2 separate regions of the Capsicum annuum genome follow, and region 2 is linked to region 1. Evidence: chromatin contacts called from public Hi-C data. All regions are on one chromosome and are shown on one strand. Each heading gives the region's core, a stretch centred on a gene start, on an enhancer-like site or on the middle of the called end of the contact. The rest is flanking DNA. Distances are from core to core; before and after follow the strand shown.

Region 1 (2,955 bases), core at 242-2,741:
AAAAAGCAGGAACCGGCAGTCATGGCAGAGCTCGATCAGAGACTAAGGCGGTTAAATTCCATAAAAGCGGACGATGAACAATAGTTTTTATGATGGAAACTTAGTAGTTGTAGTATATATATATGCATACACATATGTATCTCTGTAAGGGCATGCTGCCCTTTTAGGAAATCAACTTTTTTGCTCATAAAGCAATGAGCTAGACAGCAGCTTGAGAGTCCTCTTGTGTTTATTTATGTTGTAGATCTTCAAAAGTGTAAATTTTGAACTGTTGTATGCTAATCCTATATTCTTTCCCCTTGTTTACTTAATTCAGTTTTGCATACTTTCAGGAATGAAATTATTGTAGATTGTGCTACTTGGTAAAAAGCACTTAAAAAAATTTGTTTCCTTGAGAAATAACCTATGCATAAAATGATATGACAAGCACAAACCACTATTTTAAAATTAGAATCAGGTAGCAGGTAAGTCCATAATTTTGAGAGTGCCTATATATATATATGATTACTTAATGAATCCACCATGGTATTTTTGTTATTATTGTATGAGATTAAAAATCATTAGCAAAATAAATCCAAAATATGATAATTAGCATGACACATTGAGGGGGTGTATCTATCATTGAAGTTACAGTTTCAGCAGAACACAGTAGCTTTGTTAAGAAATAAATTTAATTTATAATAATGACCTTTCTTGAACCCAGTTATTCTAATCTTGAATCTGCCTCTGGCAGTATTACAGCTTTAACAGAACAGAGTGAACTTGATCCATTTCTCTGCCTATTACCAAAAAGCAAAACAAAAAGAAGATGGAGAAGAAAAGAATTTATTCTTTTATATTGCAGTGTGAACTATTACTGAAACTGGCTCAAGATTAACATTTAAAATGTTGGCCAAAGTCCATACAGTTTGACTCTCGAGAACCAAAATGTGACAAGTAAAATTGAGCAAAATGGGAGTACGATTTACTTGTCTTCACTTCTCCCAGCTTCCCACCTCACCAGGTTTGTGTAGTAAATACTAAATAGTAAAGGATGCATTTAATTAACTTCCCTATATATAACCCATCACGAGTTGTGGTGGGGCGGATAGAATCCCTTGGTCCTTTCCCAGAGGTTTCGGGTTTGAGCATGTGGATTAGTTGGGCCCGTGAGTACCGAATACCAGATCGAAGAAAATAGAAAAAAATGAACTGCCCTATTAACCAACTTCATTAGACATGTCCCCTTGGAAGCAAAACTGAGATCACATCAGAAGAGACCTTAACAAAAACATAAATATATATTCCATTTCTTCAAATTCTATCTTTCTTCTTCCACTTCAGAAGTTGTGGAAGAAATGCCAACATCAGGAGTTGCTGTTGGAGATGCATCCGAACCGCCATTTTCCGGAGTGTTAGACTCAGAATTTTCAGTCTTTTTTTGCAAGCTCCAGTACATGATGCTTGCTGTGAGTGTCAGCATCATCTTCTGGTTCACCTGAGTGGTAAAAGCTGATTTAGTTTCAAGAAAAAGGGTGGATTCTATAGCAAAGTGGCAATGGTTGTGCTATTACATGGCACTAACAAAAATGCTTTACACTAGAGTCTTTAAGTTTTTAGTTGCATCAAACAGCTCCTAAGTTCATGAAAGAATTGCAACACCTCGTCTGTACCAATTCTGAGTTGGCTGTTGGGGAACTTAACCGGCACGCACCAAGCTCGACCAGTTACCGACAACCAATTGTACAGACTCGGACCCCTATTCCCAGCCCTCAAAGTCAATCCTTTTCCTGAAGTTATAGATCTGCTTTGCAGACTTATCTGAAGATAGGAGCACAAGGGAGGAAAAAGAATCATATAGGTGATAGCTCTAGTTGAGGATAGGTTTTCGACTTTTTAGAGAACTTCTAATGTATTAAGTAAGTGCTGATTCATATAGTCGACCCAAACTTGTTTGGTACTGAGAGGTAATTGTTGTTAAAATCTATTAAATGATCTCATCGGCCCGGCATAAAGCAAGTTTAATACAATATGTACTGCCAAAACTCTGTTCAGCTGATCAAACAGCCCCTAGTTAGAAATATGGACTATGCAGAGTGAAGTATTATAAGGGCAGCCCGGTGCACTAAAGCTACCGCTATGCGCGGTGTCCGGGGAAGGGCCCCACCACAAGGGCGCATCGTACGCAACCTTACTTTGCATTTCTGCCAGAGGCTGTTTCCAAGTATGCGCAAATATAAAGAAACTTTGACCAAAGGATGTTCATCAGGTGTCATATCCAACATGCAACCAAGCACAAACGCGCGTTTTTTTCAATCTGATCTCTTACCTCTATTATATCCTCTGGCAATAAAAAGATGGAGCAGCCGAGTTTCCGTGCTACACTGATTGTATAAGTTGCATTAAGCTTCTTATCCTCATCTGCAATGCATTCAGTGACATCAGTACTTTTCTTCAAAGCCAAAGCAAAAGTTAATTGTTCAGACTTTCCTTAATCTTAACCACATAATACATACACACACTCAAATTTGGCCCCAGCTGGCTAGTAAGCACTCCAACTTTGAGACTGCATATCTAGATACCTCAATTTGGTCTCAACTGGCAATTAAATAAACCAGCTCATCCTCATTTGTGTCTCGTGGACACCCAACACTGATATGACACGTAAACTTTACAAGTGTAAAGATGATCATTTTGTAAGTTGGAGTGTTCAACTGACACGGTGGTAACGAGTTAAGGTGTCTAGTGTGCATATACAAAGTTGGAGTGTTTACTTGTCAGCTGAGGCCAAGTTTGAGTGTCTTTCTATTAAGCTATGATCTTTTTAACCGCGGCAGGTTCAAGAGTCTACGAACTCTTTGCGTACCAGTTTTACCCCTGGTCACAAGGCTCCAATTGACGACCCTTGGTTCCACAGCGCTCAGAAGTTCGAGAAAGAATTTCCCACTTGATATATTTTTGTCCTAACAAAACAAA
Region 2 (3,147 bases), core at 429-2,928, 96 kb before region 1:
GTGGGATGTAAAGGAGAATTTGCCAGTAAGGCATCTTTCAAGTCTAGTATCCTTCATTGAGGAATATTTTCTTCGAACAGAAGGTATAAGTTATTCATGACAACTAACTAACACTATTCGAGTTTTTTTTCAAGGTTCGGACACTTAGAGGACATACGAATGAGAAAAACTTCGTTGGTCTCTCGGTGAACAATGAATTCCTCTCATGTGGCAGTGAAACAAATGAAGTATTCGTGTACCATAAGGTTAGCGACTTCTTAATCTTTATTGAAATGCTGATCGTATTTGATTTTAACCAATGATTTTTTATTCTATAGGCAATCTCCAAACCTGTGACTTGGCATAGATTCGGTGCCCCAGATGTGGATGAAGCCGATGAAGATGCAGGATCTTATTTCATCAGCGCAGTGTGCTGGAAGAGCGATAGCCCAACGATGTTAGCTGCTAATAGTCAGGGAACTATAAAAGTTCTAGTCCTTGCAGCTTGAGTTAAGAATATGCTTTGATTGGAATTCACTTGAAATTTTATAGTGAAATGGAATTTCACACTCAATTTTTTTCTGTAGATATCTATTATTCAACCATCAAGATGGCATGGTTACCCCATATTTGTCAATGTGTTCATATATATTAAAACATGTAACACAAGTTGTAGTGGCTTGGTTAATTTAGAAGGATGTACTTCTCTTCAATGACACAGGCAGAGTTACATACTACAATGACAAAAGTTTGGTTTTTCTTTTTTGCTTTTTCCGTCGAGTGTGCTGAAGTAGATCGGTTTTACACACTGTTTCATGAACAAACTTACTCGCATCCAGTGTTTACATCGGTTTCATGAACAAACTTACTCGTATCCAGTGTTTATATCAAGTGACGTTCTTTGTAATAAATCGAGATGAAAGTACACGTTATGAACAACCATATTTAAGCGAAAAAAATAAATGTGGGAAAGTATGTGCGATGTTATCATTGATTCCATGTGAACATTCTAGTGTTTGCATCAAAAGATGCTCTTTGTCATGATAAAGTAATAAATCGAGATGAAAGTGAACCTTTTGTTAAGTGATAAAATGTATATGCAATGTTATCATTGATTCCATGTGAACATCAAAGTGTTTGCATCAAAAGATACTCTTTGTCATGATAAAGCAATACATCGAGATGAAAGTGCATGTTATGAACCTTTTGTTAAGTGAACAAATGTATATGCCATGTTATCATTGATTCCATGTGAACATCAAGTGCTTACACCGGACACCATTCTGTCGTGATTAAGTAAGTAATAAATGGAGATGAAAGTACACGTTATGAGCCATTGTTAAGTGAAAAAATTTATGTGGAAAGTAAGTGCAATGTTATTGATTTTTCAAATTTATGTGGAAAGTTGTCTACGCATGCATGTACAAAGATGAGAAAGAAACAAGGGTTTTTTTTTTACACTATATAACATAAAAGCGATACACCTTAATGGGTTAATATTTTAGAAGAAAAAGCTCAGGAGGGATAGAAGAGATACAAGAACTTTTAGTGACCTTGCAATTTTGAGGATTATACAAGACATTACGGGCTTGCAAGGTCAAGAAAACTCGAACAAGCGTTCAAGAATTCTAAAAGAAAAGAAAATAATATAAGAAGAACAAGCTCAGGAAGGATAACGTCACTGCATGTGTCACGATGATGACTCTTGATGCCTCATTTCATGAATCTCGATGACTTTTAGCACCATTTCTTCTTGGTCAAGTACATCCATGGATGTCATGAGAAGATAACTAAAAACTTCACAAAAACTTAAAAGGATCCCATACTTATTTTCCTTCACTTGACCCAACATGGAAGACTTATGTGATGAGAAAATGTGTCCAGACTCCAGAGTGGAATGGTATTTATAGATTGGAAAGAGTCTTTAATTTGGTTATATGATAAGAAGTAAAGTTTTGTTGAGAGTATAATAGGGCATTCAATTAACTGTGTGGTTGGTGTGTCATTTTCTCTAAAAGAAAGAAGGGACAAAAAGGGAGGTAAAGGTGTTGATTTCTAGGTTCTACCAAAAGGACATAATAATCTAAATTCACATGGGAGGAGACACAATATTAGGTATGGATTCGGACCAACCTACTGAGTTTTGCTTCGAATAACATATTTATGTTAAAGAATTTATTAAATTTATATAAATATTTAAATGTAAAATTTGAAACTAAAACGTGCTATAAATTTATCTGTCTTAAATTCAAAATTCATAAATTTTAAATTTTGACTCTAATTGAGGCTTATCCATGCTCTTTCTTCGTAGGCACATGGACATGAATTGGTGATATTTGAGAAAAACAAAGTAATATTTAAAGTTAAAGTTGAAAATTGATATCTGAACATGAAAACATAGTTGAATTTTTGTGAGTGGGACTTTGAGAAATTCCTAAACTGCATTTTTTAAACTTCTAATCCCTTATTTTAAAAATAAGTTTAAAGTTGAAATAATAAAACAATTTGATAAACAACACTCTTAGTTGAAACAATCTCCATTTTTTTTTTTTCCACGAAATCTATGTGAAAAACGACTCTAATAAGCCGAGTCTTCACAAGGTGCCAATACTATAAATTATAATCAATGTGTTGAAGAAGTTTTGAACGTGAATTAACACTCAAACAATAAAACAGTTATCCCTCAAATAATATGAGATAGTTGACATTTAATATAATATTTATAACTTAATTTTTCTTATTGATGATTCTGCTCTGTCGATAGATGCTAATATAACATCATATTAGAAGAATTAAATGGAGTTAATTAGGTCAAGTGTTATTGTTGGGATATATATATATATATATATATATATATAATATAAAGGGCTACCCGGTGCACTAAAGCTCCCGCTATACGCGATGTTCGAGGAAGCTTTAGTGCACCGGGCTACCCTTTTTATATATATATATATATATATATATATATATATAGGACTTCACTATTAATTCTATGAGTGAAAGTAATAATTCATTTGGAATTTGGAAAAATAAAATACAAACATTTAGAAGAAGACAAAATGACCAAAAAACATCCATTTAAGTTAGACAAAAATTTGGAAATCAAAAAGTTGTTCATACTAAATTAGTGAATGGTTGTAAATAATGGGGTCAACAATCACCATATAT

What was found. Hi-C and Micro-C count contacts between places; a contact is called where the count stands out from the background.
Region 2: a Hi-C map of leaf shows a contact between it and region 1, with 2.5 times the contacts expected there. The contact joins two enhancer-like sites. A contact is called at or near these places in 2 of 5 Hi-C or Micro-C datasets (leaf and placenta).

Annotation. Positions count from the first base shown.
Region 1 is chr9:202,028,522-202,031,476 of UCD10Xv1.1, reverse strand. It overlaps LOC107842194 (fimbrin-5), which reads right to left. Exons shown (of 15, transcript XM_016685944.2): 13 at 2,846-2,942; 14 at 2,309-2,400; 15 at 810-1,477. The coding sequence ends at 1,301. LOC107842193 (growth hormone-regulated TBC protein 1) reads left to right here. Exons shown (of 7, transcript XM_047396428.1): 7 at 1-340. The coding sequence ends at 84. Among protein-coding and RNA genes, the nearest start is that of LOC107842193, 8.6 kb to the left of the region's middle. Within about 2 kb of position 1,491, at least 1 of the 5 cell types and tissues checked has an H3K27ac peak or open chromatin away from gene starts, as enhancers often do. A contact at or near this core is called in leaf, where this site is marked.
Region 2 is chr9:202,124,057-202,127,203 of UCD10Xv1.1, reverse strand. LOC107842184 (E3 ubiquitin-protein ligase COP1) reads left to right here. Exons shown (of 13, transcript XM_016685936.2): 11 at 1-25; 12 at 135-245; 13 at 318-742. The coding sequence ends at 488. Among protein-coding and RNA genes, the nearest start is that of LOC107842184, 14 kb to the left of the region's middle. Within about 2 kb of position 1,678, at least 5 of the 5 cell types and tissues checked have an H3K27ac peak or open chromatin away from gene starts, as enhancers often do. A contact at or near this core is called in leaf, where this site is marked.